2 separate regions of the Anas platyrhynchos genome follow, and region 1 is linked to region 2. The links are chromatin contacts, called in public Hi-C maps. All regions are on one chromosome and are shown on one strand. Each heading gives the region's core, a stretch centred on a gene start, on an enhancer-like site or on the middle of the called end of the contact. The rest is flanking DNA. Distances are from core to core; before and after follow the strand shown. Region 1 overlaps FOXN3 (forkhead box N3). Region 2 overlaps FOXN3 (forkhead box N3).

Region 1 (6,927 bases), core at 4,383-6,882, 51 kb before region 2:
AGGATCCAGGGCTCTGTTTTTGCCAACAGGTTCAACAGGTTTTAAGCATGAAGTCACAACGAGCTTTATTAGTGCCTAGAAGGGAAACGCCACAAAGATCTCGTTATCTGGGGTTTCACCTCTGTCCTTGTCCTTGCTGGGCACACACTTCAGTGCCTCAGTGCTTTGCAGCTCCGCTGCTCTGTCCCCACTGCAGGCCCAGCCCTGGCCCCTCAGCTCCTGCTGCCTGTCCTCCTCCCTGCCTCCCGCAGCACAAAACCCCAACACCCTTCCCAGCGCAAAACCCCAACACTCTTCCCATTTCCTTGCACAAGTTTCCAGTTGTGTAAGGAAGCAGTGCTGGGACAGCAAACTCAAACTTCACATGGCAGGACTGAAACTGAACTGTCTCTGGTGAGCGCTGCTGCTGGCCCTTCTGAGGAGACCGCTGCAGCCTCAGGGGAGAGAGCTCCATAAACACGCGGCAGGATCACACCCACACACCTCCTTCACATCCCCACAACTGACAGAGAAAGCTCGTCTCGGTGCAGGGATATCGCTTGCTAGGGACACCAGGTTATTCCAATAAAGCCTCTGATCTACTCTTTGCCTTTTTTTTTTTTTTTTTTTAAATAGAACAGCAGTCAATGGTGTTTACTAAATATAGCACAAAAAGAAAGTTCATTCAAACATTTCTTTTTCTCTCAATGAAAAAGACCACGACAGTGCCTCTGGAAGTGTTTCTATGAATCAGGCCGGCATGGCACTGCATGGGCTGGGAGAGCACGACACGATGCCAACCACCACCTACTCCTCCCACGAGCTGCCCTGGAAAGCGTTCAGCTTTTGTCAATAACCACCAGTCCATTTTATTTTGTGATGCTGCACAATGTAGCAGAACACACAAGCTGGCTGTAATCAAAAGCTTTATAGCCTGCTAAACTTGTTTTAAATAATGCATAAATACCAAAAAAGACACACTGTACTCTTCATCCATTTTCACGTGAACTCAGTTCCCTGTTTGTTGCATTTTCTGTTTATAGCAGCATGGCTTAAAACCACAGAATAAATAAAATTACTTTCCACTCCATTTTAGCTCTATTCCAGAAACGTACACTACATTTAATTACTGTTTTGGTCGAGTCCACCTACACAGATGAGCTGTGCCTGTGTGAGTCAACCGGTGTGTCTGCATGCAAAGCACAGAAGAGGTTAAAAAAATGAGGGCACTTATGTCAGCCCCTCCTTCCTCTCCCCTGCATTTCATCACACTGAAAGGGTTTAAAAGTAAAAAATTCCTTCCACATCATATAATCCTGGCATCTGCTGTGCAGCAAATCAAGCTCACTCATTTTGCGATGTTATTCCCAAAAGTAGCTGTACAGATTCAGGTCTAGAACTCCATTTTCCATTCCCTGAAGTTTCTGAATACCTGCTTTTCCTATTTAGGCACATCAGAAAAAGCAGTAAACACAGCTAGTAAATACAAAGCAATCTTCTCTGTCTAAGTGCAATTCTGACTGCATTACTTAAGAAATATAATTTCCTGAGGCTTTTTACTACCTTGCTTTATGATACACATGATATGGTATCAATCTACCAACTTCCTTCTGCTGCCCCTTTCTTCAGCAGCTCGCAGCTCACCCATGACATTATTTAGTTCAAATACTAAGCCATTACTGAGATTAAGGCACAGAAGGAATGCAGTCTAGAGAGCGAGTAGGTCGCTGTGGTCATGTTTATTATTTAATAACAGTGGGAATAATTCATATCACAGCAACAATTCTCTGTGACTCCATTTATCAACTTCAAAGTAAAGCACATCAGACCGCCAGGCAGGGACAGGAGACCCAGAGACTCAGCTCAGCCGCACTCCCTCTGCCAAGCCCTGGGCCCACAATCAAGGTTGGGCTCCAGAGGAAGACTTTTGGGATCAGTCCTTCTTCCTATGTCCAGCAAAGTTGTGTCAACAGAACCTGGAGAGTGGCAAAGCCTCAAATTCATATCTCAGTTCATTTCCATGCAGCCACTGTGGTTTCAGGTGAGGCGTTGCATTCTCCCTTCGAAATGGATGAAGTTTAATTCCTCAATGTTGCATGGGCTGCCTGTCTTCTTTAGTTACTCAGCAAGCTTTTTGAGGCAAAGACTCTCTAACTACATGCATCTTTGATGGCAGTAATTGCTGCATTTGTCCTGAAGTGCACAGTTTTTCAGAGTTCTAATGCGATTGAACAAGAAACCTAATGTCCTCACTAACAACTTTCTGATACATCTCAGCCACACAGGACAACGTCTCAGTCACTGAGCTAAGCTGACCATTAATTTCCTTCTTTAACATACTTTTCTACACGCTCACTATTCGTTGCATGGGATTTTCAATATATATTGAAGCTACAATGAAACAGAAACAAGAAGGGTAAGGAAGAGAAGACAATAAAACTCAAAACTTTATTCCAAGAATTCCCTGATTCCTAGAGACAGCACAGATGAGGTACTTTATTTTCAGCTTGCTTTTTCTTAAATGCCTTTATTCTGAAGCTTCAGCAATTGATGAACTACTAGCTGTGTTTCCAAATCCTTACAACAGGGCCAAGGTTTTTGCCTTTTTGTTTGGCTAATCTTTTCACACATCTATTTGCCTTGCTGCCACGACAACTAAACAGCAAATAAGTGATTTGGGTTCATTCAATAGATTCCAAATTGGGAGCCTGCCTATTTTGTTTGCTTTAGGGCAAAAGGAGGAAGCAAACAGCAGCTTTGTAAGTGAAGTTGCTGATATTCTTCTCTCAATTATGGCTCTGAAAAGATATAGAAATGCAAAGTACTCTTTACAAACAGAGTCGGTTCATGCTGATCCAACTTGTTTCAATTCACTTTAATTTGATTCTGCCTCTAGAGGTAGTTTAACTGTGATACCTACCATGGATTTTTGCATTTAGACAGATTGTTTTCAACACAGCAGGACAAAATAATGTTAATAAGTTTCATTTAGTTTTGAGTATTTGCTTAAAAAGAGGGTGGAGGCTCACAAGCAACAAACTCCAAGGCCATAACCTGCTTTCAGGGTGCACGATCCTATTTTCTGATTTGTTTCATCTTACCATTTCCCAGGGCTGACATTGTTTAATATTTTTCCCTCTGAGGTGGAAAAGAAAAAACTACTTTATAAGGTTAAAAACAAAGCAAAACACTAAAACCAAAACCAAAAAAATATATACAAGCATTTTTGAATAACTGCTTGCCAAGGATGTAATGCTGCGTAATACTTTTGCAGAGTAGCTGCAGCAGGAGTCAGGTCTGGCACATGCTATTTGAGCTGCAGTTTGAAACAGGTACGGTTGTTTTGCTTTGAAGCACAACTTTACTGCTCTTTGACTTTATGGCAGTAATTCGAAGACTTCTTATCCAACTTAAAAAAAAAAATAAAAAGAGAAAAAAAAAAACACTGGAGTCAACATATTCTTTAATAAAATTAAGGCAATTTAAGATTTTCAAAGTTCATTCAGCTTCTTCCCAGCCTGGCCTGGCAACTAAACAAGTACAACACACACCATGGCAAGAGGCCAGAGTAATATCACAGCTAGGAATCTCCCTTCTTTAAAAGTCCACAAAATGTCATGAATGAGATTTGGCATTTTTTTACACGGATTTTAAAAAAACAAACAATTCCTGCATCTTCACTGAAAGGGAGCCCTCTCATGCTATTCTGCAAGGAGCAGAGAACAAAGACAAGGGACACGAAGAGCATAACCCACTGAGCTCTGCCAGCAGAGCAGGGGCATCTCAGCTTCCAGTTTCTCCTTAAGCACCACGGGCAGCCACAGAAAACTGTTTATTCAGCAACATCATGCTGGGAAGTAAATCCCCAATGCTCCCAACACACAACTTTCAGAAAGTTCCCAGTGGTGCTTTACTATTCCAGTCCCTATTTACTGTGTGCTCAACAGAAGTCACATATATGATTAAAAGCAAAGCTGCTCTCACGCAGGGTGATCTCCTGAGTGCAGAAGAATAACTTCGCTCTAGAAGTGGAATTGTTGTTGGGTGGGGGCAAGATGGAGGAATGAAAGGGGAGAGGCAGAACAGCAAATTCCTCACCTGGTTACCCCTCCTGGAGACAAACATGAGAAAGGAACCAAAAACATGTCACCTCAGAGGCCCAAGAAATTCAAAAACATGTGACCGATACAAGACTCACAGACCTATGATGACCTATAATCACAGAAGGATGGAAATCTGCTCCTTTGTCAACTGAAGGTTGAAAGTCAACCAGAAAGATGTGAACAGCCCTCCACGAAGCTCACAGAAGCACAGAATACCCTGAGTTGGAAGGGACCCACATGGACCAATGGGTCCAGCTCCTGGACTCGTTGTTGACCCGGCTGTAGTTTCTGGTGGCATTTACAGCCCCATAGACATCCACATCCCCCCTCCCTCTCCCATATGAAGGTCTTCGCTTTACACAAACTCTACAAATGATTAAAAATTACACAAAATTTTATAAAATTACATGGTATGCTTCTGCTTCTGCTGCCAGCCCCGAAGTGCCGAGCACACTGTTATGCTATCAAGTTCTGTACTCCGTGCCAGTCACTCCCCAAGGTGTTTATGTGAAGCACTCAGGCAAAATGAACAGAACATCTGTATTCTATTTGCTAATGAGCAATCATCATTTCTACAATTCTCCAGCCAGGGATTTTGCTGTTTGGAATACTAATGCCATTTAAAAAAATTAAAGGGAAAAAAAATGTTCTGCTCATTAGTACTACAGTTACTAAAATACTTTTGCACCGTTTACAGTGCAACCAGGCTTCTACTGGAGTTGCTTTTCAGTATTTTTAACAAAATTAGAGCTTTCAGAAATAAAAACTTTGATGATATGTACTTAATGTATTTTCAGAATTAACATCATTTGCAATGTAGTTCTTGCTTTAATTACTTTTCACCCACACAGAGGCAAGAATTTAAAATAAACTATTATAAAAGCTTTTCAAACACACCCTTCTGAAGATCCCCTTCATCGCTTGCTTTTTGTATTTTGGCAGCACCCACAGCAGGCTAGAACAGGTTAAAAAAATAAAGTTATAAAAATACAGGCCAAGGTCTGCCAAATTAATTATCTGAGACTCTGGGTGTGCAGAGACAGCGGGGGAAGACAACAGCGTTGAAACGTGGGACACGTTTTGTCTGTGGGCAGAAATGGCTGGCAGCTTCCCTGCTACCCATGGGTGTCTGCACCCCGTGAGGGCCTGGCTGCTGCTTGGACAGAAAGGCCCTATCCTAAAATCATGCAGCACTTGGGCATTTCAGTGACCAGGTGCAACCCTCCTTTATCATGCCAGGCATCAGAAATAGTCCTGCTGAAGTCAGTGAAGGGCAGCAAATGAGATCAGAATAGGATATTAAATTGACAAACATAATTAAAGTGGCTTATGTAAGAATTGTCTGTATATTTGCTCATGGCTTACTGAAAAATAACTTAGCAATCAAGAGGAAAAAGACTAAATACAGGGTTTGATAGACCTAAGAAAGCCCAGCGTGGTACTCGTGCTGTGGTGTGGCAGCAGGGGAGGGAACACAGCCCTGAGAGGCACATGGAGCACAGCACCTCAGAAACGTCTGGTTCCCTACACCGGGGCACAGATGTATTTCAGTATGCTGTCATGCCCTAAGAATAACCACCCTTATCACCTGACCCACCACGGCACGGGGCACGGTCAGGACATTTCAATCCCTGACAAGACTGCCAGGGGCAGCTCCGCTCCCGAGCAGGACAAGGTCTCTGCTGCTGCCACAGGGTCTCCTGGCCAGGGCGAGGCCGCCCTGAGGCGCACGTCCCGTCCACTGCCATGGCAGCCGGCAGCACCCGCAGCCCCTGTCATGCACAAGAGGGAACGCTGTGCAACGCTTAAAAGCCACCTTCCTTGGAGGCAGAACGAAAGGAGGAGACAGCAAGGCGAGCCTCACTCCTGCAGATGCTGGTTGAAACCATCTGTTCAGTGCAAGCCTTGCCCTTGCCGCACATCCTTGGCTTCGCATCACTTCAGAGGTGTTTCGTTTGCACACCACTGGCCACATTTCCTGTGTTTCGTCCGGTCAGGAAGGAGGAAGTCTTTATTCTTCAGCATTTACCTGTGATTTTAAGCAGTAACCAACCAATTCCGACAACATATCTCTTCTTCTTACAGGTCTTCTAGCTCCTGGCAAAACCAGACTGAGCCTGAACTGAGAAGCTGGCCCCAGCTCTCCAAGGCCCACCAAGTGTCCTCTTCTCTAGCCTGCCTCACCTGAGTGAGCTAAGTATTAGGACGACCAAAATTAAGGCTACACAACATGCTGATGTGAGAAAGTGCTTCTTGTGCCCTGACAGGGTAACTTGCACCCCTTCTCATCTGCCTTCAGCGCGCAGTCTGCTCTCCCCAGGCGAAGGAAAAACACAGCACAAGGGCTGCTGCCATTCTGCAGCCTTCTAGGTCTGCTTAAGGAAACAACAAAACCCTATTCTAATACACAGCTGACCACAAATCATAACTCTGCCTCACTTCCCCAAAACTAATTATACACGTGTCACCAGAATGTCATACATCTCCCTCTTTCCACCTAAAGACCGCATTTCTACTCTTCACGGTCTAACACATTATATACTGAACACTATTCTCCATGCAACAGTTTAGGGGAAAAAAAAAACTAATCCTTCAAGTGATGTGTGTTCTTTTATAAAGTTACCTAAAAAATAACACTGGAGCACAGCAGTTATTATTTAACAACACATCCAATGGGGAAAAATAAACCACACACCTTATATAAATATCGATAGAAACCTTTATTCTTACTGTGTTACTAGTAGCCCATACCCACACCAACAGCAAACATAAAGAAACAAGGTGTACTTGCACTGAAATATCCAGCACGCCTTCACTGTGAAAGTCAAGCATGAACCACATTTAA
Region 2 (7,360 bases), core at 324-2,823:
GAATCTCACTAATAAATTTCAAAAGTCAAACAGGGACTCATGATCACAAAGACCCCACTCCTGTGCTACCCATCTGAACAGGGAGCAGGGGCCACTGCGTGCACCCAGTGCTACCAGGGAAGCCGCGTGTGAAGCAAACCCATGTATCCACCAACTTGGTGTGCCGCAGTCGGCTCCTCGTTCAGCCCAGGATGAGACGTATGTATGGGAGTGTGGTTATCTTAACCTGATTACCTCACAAGGAAACCTGTCACACGCACCGTTCCTTTTACAGCAGCACAAAGAAATGTGGCTTGTCAGAAACACACGTTCCTACGGAGATGGGCCAGCACCAAAATGGAGGCCGCGGGAGGCCCCTCAGGAGGGCCGTCCTCCTGAGCCCGCTCCAGACCTTTGGCTAAAACGTGCGAAAAGTGCTGCTTTGCAGTGGGCTTCTTCATAATTTAGTCTTCACAAAACGCCTATGCTTGGGACAGGTCACTGTCTGAAATGGTATGAATTAAGGGCAGAAAGAAAAACATTTTTAGTAGAAACAGATATTGAAGGACATGACACAGGAGAAAGAAGTGATTAAAATTTAAGGAGCTCATAGCACTTCTAGAAAGCCAGCAGCTGCACGGAAGGCAATAGTGATAAGAGACACTAAATTCAATAAAACACAAGCCACTCCTCATTTTTCAAATTCTCCAGTAGTAAAGTTTCATAAAACATTTGGTCACTAACATACCCACTCCTACATCATGCACTTCCAAGAAAGGAAGGGAAAAGGAAGAACCAGGCCAAGCAGCAGTGCCATTTAAATTAAATATGCTCTGAAAAGGGTCTTTACACAGAAGGCAGTCGCTGCAGAGGTGGCTCTGTGACTTGCTGAGCCTGGACTTCCCTGGCTGCTGAGCCGGGAACCCAAGAGCCCCACTAACACACAACACATCAAGCAAGCTCACCCAGGCTGCTCCTACAAGAGAGATGCAAACAAACCAGGGACCAGATGCAGCCTTTCTGAACAGGTGGGCTGGGGCAACGCAAGAAAGAAACCTCTCTTCAGTTCCTTTTTCAGGTCAATTTTCAATTTCATCAGTTACATGGCAGCTTAGCCCAGATGTGCCAATGCTCACCGCTGGTTTAGCAAAATACATTGGAAAAATGAAAAGCAGAAAAAAGCAACACTCTACACATCGTATAGTCTATAAAGTGGTCTAGCCAGGATTCCGAGGTCACCCAGATCTCCAAAAAATTCCTAGCCATCTGTGATGCTAATAATTTCTGTTATTTTACATTACATTTCTTGATAGTATTTCTCCTTCTGCTAATGAAAATAACTGAGAACTATACTGATATGACATACTTAGAGGAAAGAAAAATCCATTTCAAGATCTCCTCAAGGCACTACCAGAAGAGAAAAATCACACCTATAGTTCAGTTAGAGTCAGAAAGCTGAAGGTAAAGCATGCAGATAAAATATCAGGGCACTGACTTACATAGTTACTTAACAAAGTTTGTGTCTATAAATACGTTTCAAGGTTGCTATTGCCAACACAACTGTAAATATTTAAAAAGAAACACACCATAGCCCTTGGACTAAAGCACTCATTTTTCCACACCCAGGAGAGTTTTTTCTTTATCACACTGTGTATCAGTGTTAGTTAACCCTTGAAATTCATCATAAATGACATGATATACGCCTCCATCAGAAGAATTAGAAAATAAAGGTTTCTCTGTTTGGCATGAGCGTTGCTTTTAAGAACACGTACCCAACCCAATTAAAATTAAGTAATTTGCATTACTATATACTTCCTCTTAAGCTTACAGATAATCTTCTTCACGTTCAAAGAAGCAGTAGCAATTCAGACAACAGTAGTCTGAAGTTCTGTCTTGTGTACAAACACTGCGACTTGTTTTTCCCCCAAAACTACGTTCTTGTATACATGGATCCCAGTGTAATCCAAACTTCCTGGTTTGAGTCAGATGTCTAATCTAAAATGATACCAGTATAATACTGAGTCAGTCATCTAAATGTGTGGGTTCACATTATAAAACTCCTTCATAAAAAGTCTTCCCTGTTATGTTTATGCAGCATGTTCTGTTGGAGTTGTAAAGCTAAATTATCTGCTGGAATTAACTCTGCTCAGAAAAGGAGCATTTGTACGTTCAGTGATCATCTTGCTTGGGATATTTTTACAATACATTCCTCTGCCCCATGCTCAATTCACCCCTAAGCTGCTTACGCAGATACTAAACTGACCATGTGATTCATTTGTGTATCCTTATTCTTCCAAAACATCTGATAAAGACAAGCAATAGGTCAATTTGCCTCTGTGGAATAGCCGCAACTGATCCTTATAAACCTTACAATTCCTCCGATTAACCCAGTTTCCTACAGGCGTTCTAATATTGGTGAATTATCTTGTTTCAGGCGTATTTCATTAACATCAGGTGACATGGTTTCTCTTAGTTGTGGGCTTCAGTTATGTAAGGCTGACGGACAGCGACAAAACTCTGCCATCCAAGGATTTTTTCTAAACATATCACCTCCACCATCAGAAGAATTTCCCTTGGAATTTGTTACTATGACAATGTATTGCTCGGGAGATATGACGATGGCAGAGCGGATTTACATTTTTCTACCCGCTACCGAAGTCTTTGTACACATGAGAAAGCAATCACATACATATGGGATTAATGTTTTTCCAAACGCACAGGGAATGTTCAACTACTTGCGAATGTATCAGAAATCTATCCAAAAAATGACTTTGCCATGTAACTACCAATGCATAATGAAATTAACTCAACAGTCACTGATGGCCTAGAGAAGCCTTATGCTGATATTCTGTCAGTCTGTAGCAGGTGACTAACTAAATATTTTAGAAGACCACAGGAAGATTAAGTTTTATTTGACAGTGGAAGTGCTGAAAGACACCCAGCTAAAAATAAGAGCAAGACCACAATATTTTAATGCAAAGCTCAACCTCCTTCGGGCGTCTATTTGTGAGCAGTTTACTCCTGCAGCCCTGCAAGCTCTTTGTTTTATGATGCAGCCATTATCAGAAGACTCATAGCTACTGTGCGAGCGCCTGGCAGCACGAGCTGAGTAGCAGCAGCTCTTCCATCTCCCTCTTTCCAGGGAAGGCAAGTTTCCCTTTCAGTCTGGGGACTTGCTTGAGGGTGTTTTGGTGGCACCCTCCCACTCGTTGCTCAGAGGATGGCTCTGCCATTTGCCCAGCTACATCTGGACATCGGTGAAGGATGACCTGGAAAAGCCACTGCAAGCCCCTGCAGGTGACAGCTGCCAGCAACATCACCGGTTCTGGCCAAGCCACCCCACTGAGTGAATACCTGCTTCAGGCATCAAACACCGGGGCTACTGCTTGCAGCTGCATGTGTTTGCCGGAATGTTTTGCTTGTGGGGATTAGAAGGGATCAAAATCCCTCCAGTTGTGTGTCAGATGTGCTTTACACTTTCACTTGATACAAGAGTCTCTGCATAAATCTATATGGGCATAATTAAAATACTCTTAAAAATGCAACAGAGACAATAAAATGAGGCTCTGGAAGCAAACCTCATTCAAATACACAAATTACCATTGTAATGCCATCACTCCAATTATTCATCTGTCCTTCTGCAAAGTGCAGTAGCGGGGGGATCGCTGGGAGCAGGGGGAACGTAAAAGCGAAAAAATCCCACGCAATGGTGACACTGTGGAAAATATTTCTCTAAAGCCCCACAGGAAAGATAGGATGCAGCGAGGCCATACCGCGGATGCCCTGTGCTCCTGTCACCTCCCGGCGCTGGCTCGCTATAAGTCAGCAGCTCATTTTGTAACAGGGGAGGGGGAAAAAAATACGAAAATAAAACTAAATAAATACACAAACGCCACAATCCTTCTGCCCCAGATGGCAGACAAAGCCGGGTGCAGGATGCTGATTCCCCCAAAAGTTGCGGGCCGCCTGCTGTTGCTATGCAGGATTCCCTGTCGCCACGGCAACGGCGCGGCTGCGCCCCAGCGGGCTGTCCCCGCGCCAGGCAGCGCAGGCCCTGTGCCGCCATAATGCCGTGCTGCCATGCCGCCGTGCCGCTGCACCTGCCAGGCTACGCGGTGCCATGGCGACGCCCGTTGCCATGGAGGCCGCCAGGCCAATCCGGCACCCGGGGCAGGCGGCCGCTGCTCCCGCGCCAGCATCCCCAGGCACAGCGCTAAGCGCAGGATCCATTCCGGAAAAATCCGCCCCCCGCCCCAAAAAGCGCCGGAGTCCATAGGGTGTTGAGAGCCGCCACTGCCATGGCTCGGTCACAGTGATGCTGCCGGCTGGGTGGTTTTGTAGGGTTGGCTGCAGGCGGCCGGCGTTTCCAACGCAGCCTTTGGGCAAAGCGAAGCGAGCAAGCTCCACGTCAGCAGCGAGCAGAGAGCAGCTGTGTCCAAACCCAGTGCCTGCATCTCCGCTTGGCGGTCACAGGTTTCCCTCTTCTTTCGCTAAGGTTAGGCGTAAGCACCAGCCCACGTGAAAACACACGCAGAGCACATGGACAGCCTCCACCCCACGCTGATGTTGGCAAAGCAAGGAAGGCAGGGGCCGCTGCTCACCCACCCGGGGGCTGCGTGGGCACAACACAGCACGCCCCAGGAAAACAAACCCATGCCCTCTGAGCATGGGTACCCTGCTGTCCCCTAGCGATAACGGGGCGAGCCCTCCGTTCGCCATTTCTGCTCCAGGTATGGTGCGAATGGAGCACATGGCTCAGGTGGAGCAGGGCCGCCACCAAGGCTCGGTGCCCCGACGTCCCGGCCCCATGCACGGCTGGCTGCAGGCTGCCCGGCCTCACCACGCTTCACAGCTCAGCCAAGGTTCATATGCAACGCTGGATGAAAACATTTAGAGTTGTAAAATGCGTCTAGTGCTTACCTTTGATATGCCTGAGGAGATGTGGGAGGTGTATTGAACACATGCGAATATGGGTGATAGGGTGTCTTTTTCAAAGCCTGAATAAGATTTTGTCTATATTCTGGGTCTATACACCACAAGGACCCCTTTCCAATACTCTGCAAAGAAAAAAGAATTAAAAAAAAAATCAAATATTTGATCTAATGGCATAGCCTTATTTATTTAGCAGTATTTGTCAGGAAAAGCAGTGGGTTTGGGTTTTTTGTCTGACAGAAGTGAACACAGCTTGCTTGCCAGAGATTATTACTCCATTAATAACGTACTGCGACTATATGATTTAAATCACACTTCTGGGGAAAAAAAAGTAAGAATGCATGTTCAGTTGCTCTTCTCCCCCCCCCTTGATACTAGTTAATATCATTTAATATCTGGCAACGTCCCCATCACCCCGCACTGGAAAAATAAGAAGCTTCAGTTACTGTTCAATGGAAACTCTGAAGAAAGCTAGGTTCTTTTTGAAAGTGCTTTTCTTTTCCTTTTGCTGTTACACTAACAAGAAACAGGGCTAAAAAGGAGGGGTTTAAACACCCTAGCAACTGTTTTAAAAATAAAAGGATTTAGTCCCTCAACCACATGACATCAGTGCCATTATACTACAAGAGAAAATTAATCATCTTTTCTCCCCTAAGGGGAAAAAAGAAAAACAACAACACGAACCAAAAAAACACAGTAAAATCAGAGTTTAAACCATTTCAGGGTGTTGTGAAATTGTGATCGGTTAAAACAACAGTTACCCTTTGTGGACACACAGAGCAGCTCAAGCAGTTGATCTGTAATGGGAAAACTACACTGAAATTCAGCATTATTCTGTGGTGATGAGCAGCATGATTTCGGTTCTTGTCTCAGGATGCAGACACCTGGAACTGTTCTGCATGAGCAAGCAGCAGCACAGCCCTCCCTCGGCCCCACTAAGAAAGCACACGGAGCGACCCAAGAACGGCCTCAGTTTGCACCAGTCCTCGTTATTGACTGAGTTGCACTGGCAGGCTTTCAAGGCATTAGGACGAGCGTTTTGGTAAGTGCTGAGGCTTTCTGGAAGCAGCGGGGAGGCGGTGCTACCACCTCTGGCCGCCCCTTCTCCGAACTCCCATCCTCAGCAGCGGAGCAGGGCTCTCAGGGTCATGCAGCAAACGCACACGCGCAGAGTCATGCTGAGGGGGAGACTGCTTCCTAACACCACACGGAAGACCAAAGCCAGCCACTTGGTTCCTTTCGGAAACTTCTCCGTGGAGCCCCACCAGCTCAGCTCCTAAGTGCTCCTCTGCCTTACGGCAGCTTTAGGATGTGTGTGTAAGACACTAAGTGCTTGCAGAGCTCCTTCTCTAACCTGCGCTGAAGCCTCCTCCAAGAAAACAGAAAAATAGGAAAAAGGCTTCCCTAACGTCACTGGATTGCAGCGTGGGAGCACCCAGCAAGCTGGCAGCACCGCCTGAGATGTGGTGGAAAAAAAAGGAGAGGAGCTGGCAGGACGCGCAGCAGCCAGGACTGCTTCTCTTCAGACACAAACCCATCTCCTGCACAGCGCTCCTGTGGGACCACGCTGTCCCTCCCAGCCCACACAGCCACTTGTGAACCAGAAGGCTGCCAAGCAGCCTCGGGGGAGACAGCCGCCAGCTCCTGGGCTGAGACTGGGCCCCTGCAGGGCCACAAGGCCCAAGGGGCTCGAGGGAGGCAGCCAGGCCCCTGGCTCTCCTCCAGGCATGGCGCGAGAGCAGCTGACCCGACGCCCGCTGCTGGTGTCACCGGGGGAAGCCGTGTGCCATACATCTCAAACCAGGGATTTTAGCTTTCAAATCCGGGACAATAAGCCAGAGCCTTCACATGATAGGCTTGGTAAGTGACTTTTTAGGCAAAGGACAGAGTCAAAAATAGAATCCAAACCTCTCAAATTCCACTTCCACACTCCATCCAAGAGCCAGAGCAAGAACACCACAAATTTCCTTTTAAGCGAGCAACATGCAAAGCTAGGAACATTCTTCGGGAGAAAACCTTTGCTGGATTCCTTACTCTTGACAACATGGGACAAGGTTTAAAAATGCTGCACTTAAACACTATGCATCTTACTTGTTCTTGCTGGAACACAACATACTGCTTCCAAACTTCAGGGTTTTTTCCTTTACATGCAATACAGAGTTTTCATCTAACCTGGAAGAGATCAGCCCCTAAAACCCTTTAGAGCTAGTACAAGTTGAGGGGCTTACAAGAGGAAGTCACTACTCAAGACTAACTTAAAACTTTGCATAGTTGTTAAGCTACATTTGTTTCACTTGCTCTTGTAAACGCCAGAAAGAATCTCACTGGAAAACAGAAACTCTCACACAGAAGGTACTGAAAGGAGTTACACTCCTTGTTAAAATAAAGGCTGGGAAGGCAGATTTGCTGTATTTTCACTGCAAGTGCACTGACTTATAATTTAGCAGCA

The links. Hi-C and Micro-C count contacts between places; a contact is called where the count stands out from the background.
Region 1: a Hi-C map of liver shows a contact between it and region 2, with 1.6 times the contacts expected there. The contact joins two enhancer-like sites. A contact is called at or near these places in 2 of 8 Hi-C or Micro-C datasets (liver and skeletal muscle).

The regions. Positions count from the first base shown.
Region 1 is chr5:18,117,971-18,124,897 of IASCAAS_PekinDuck_T2T, reverse strand. The region is part of intron 4 of FOXN3 (forkhead box N3); the gene reads right to left. Among named protein-coding and RNA genes, the nearest start is that of TRNAT-UGU, 82 kb to the left of the region's middle. Within about 2 kb of position 5,632, at least 5 of the 8 cell types and tissues checked have an H3K27ac peak or open chromatin away from gene starts, as enhancers often do.
Region 2 is chr5:18,062,109-18,069,468 of IASCAAS_PekinDuck_T2T, reverse strand. It overlaps FOXN3 (forkhead box N3), which reads right to left. Exons shown (of 8, transcript XM_027459039.3): 3 at 4,900-5,036. Among named protein-coding and RNA genes, the nearest start is that of FOXN3, 94 kb to the right of the region's middle. Within about 2 kb of position 1,573, at least 3 of the 8 cell types and tissues checked have an H3K27ac peak or open chromatin away from gene starts, as enhancers often do.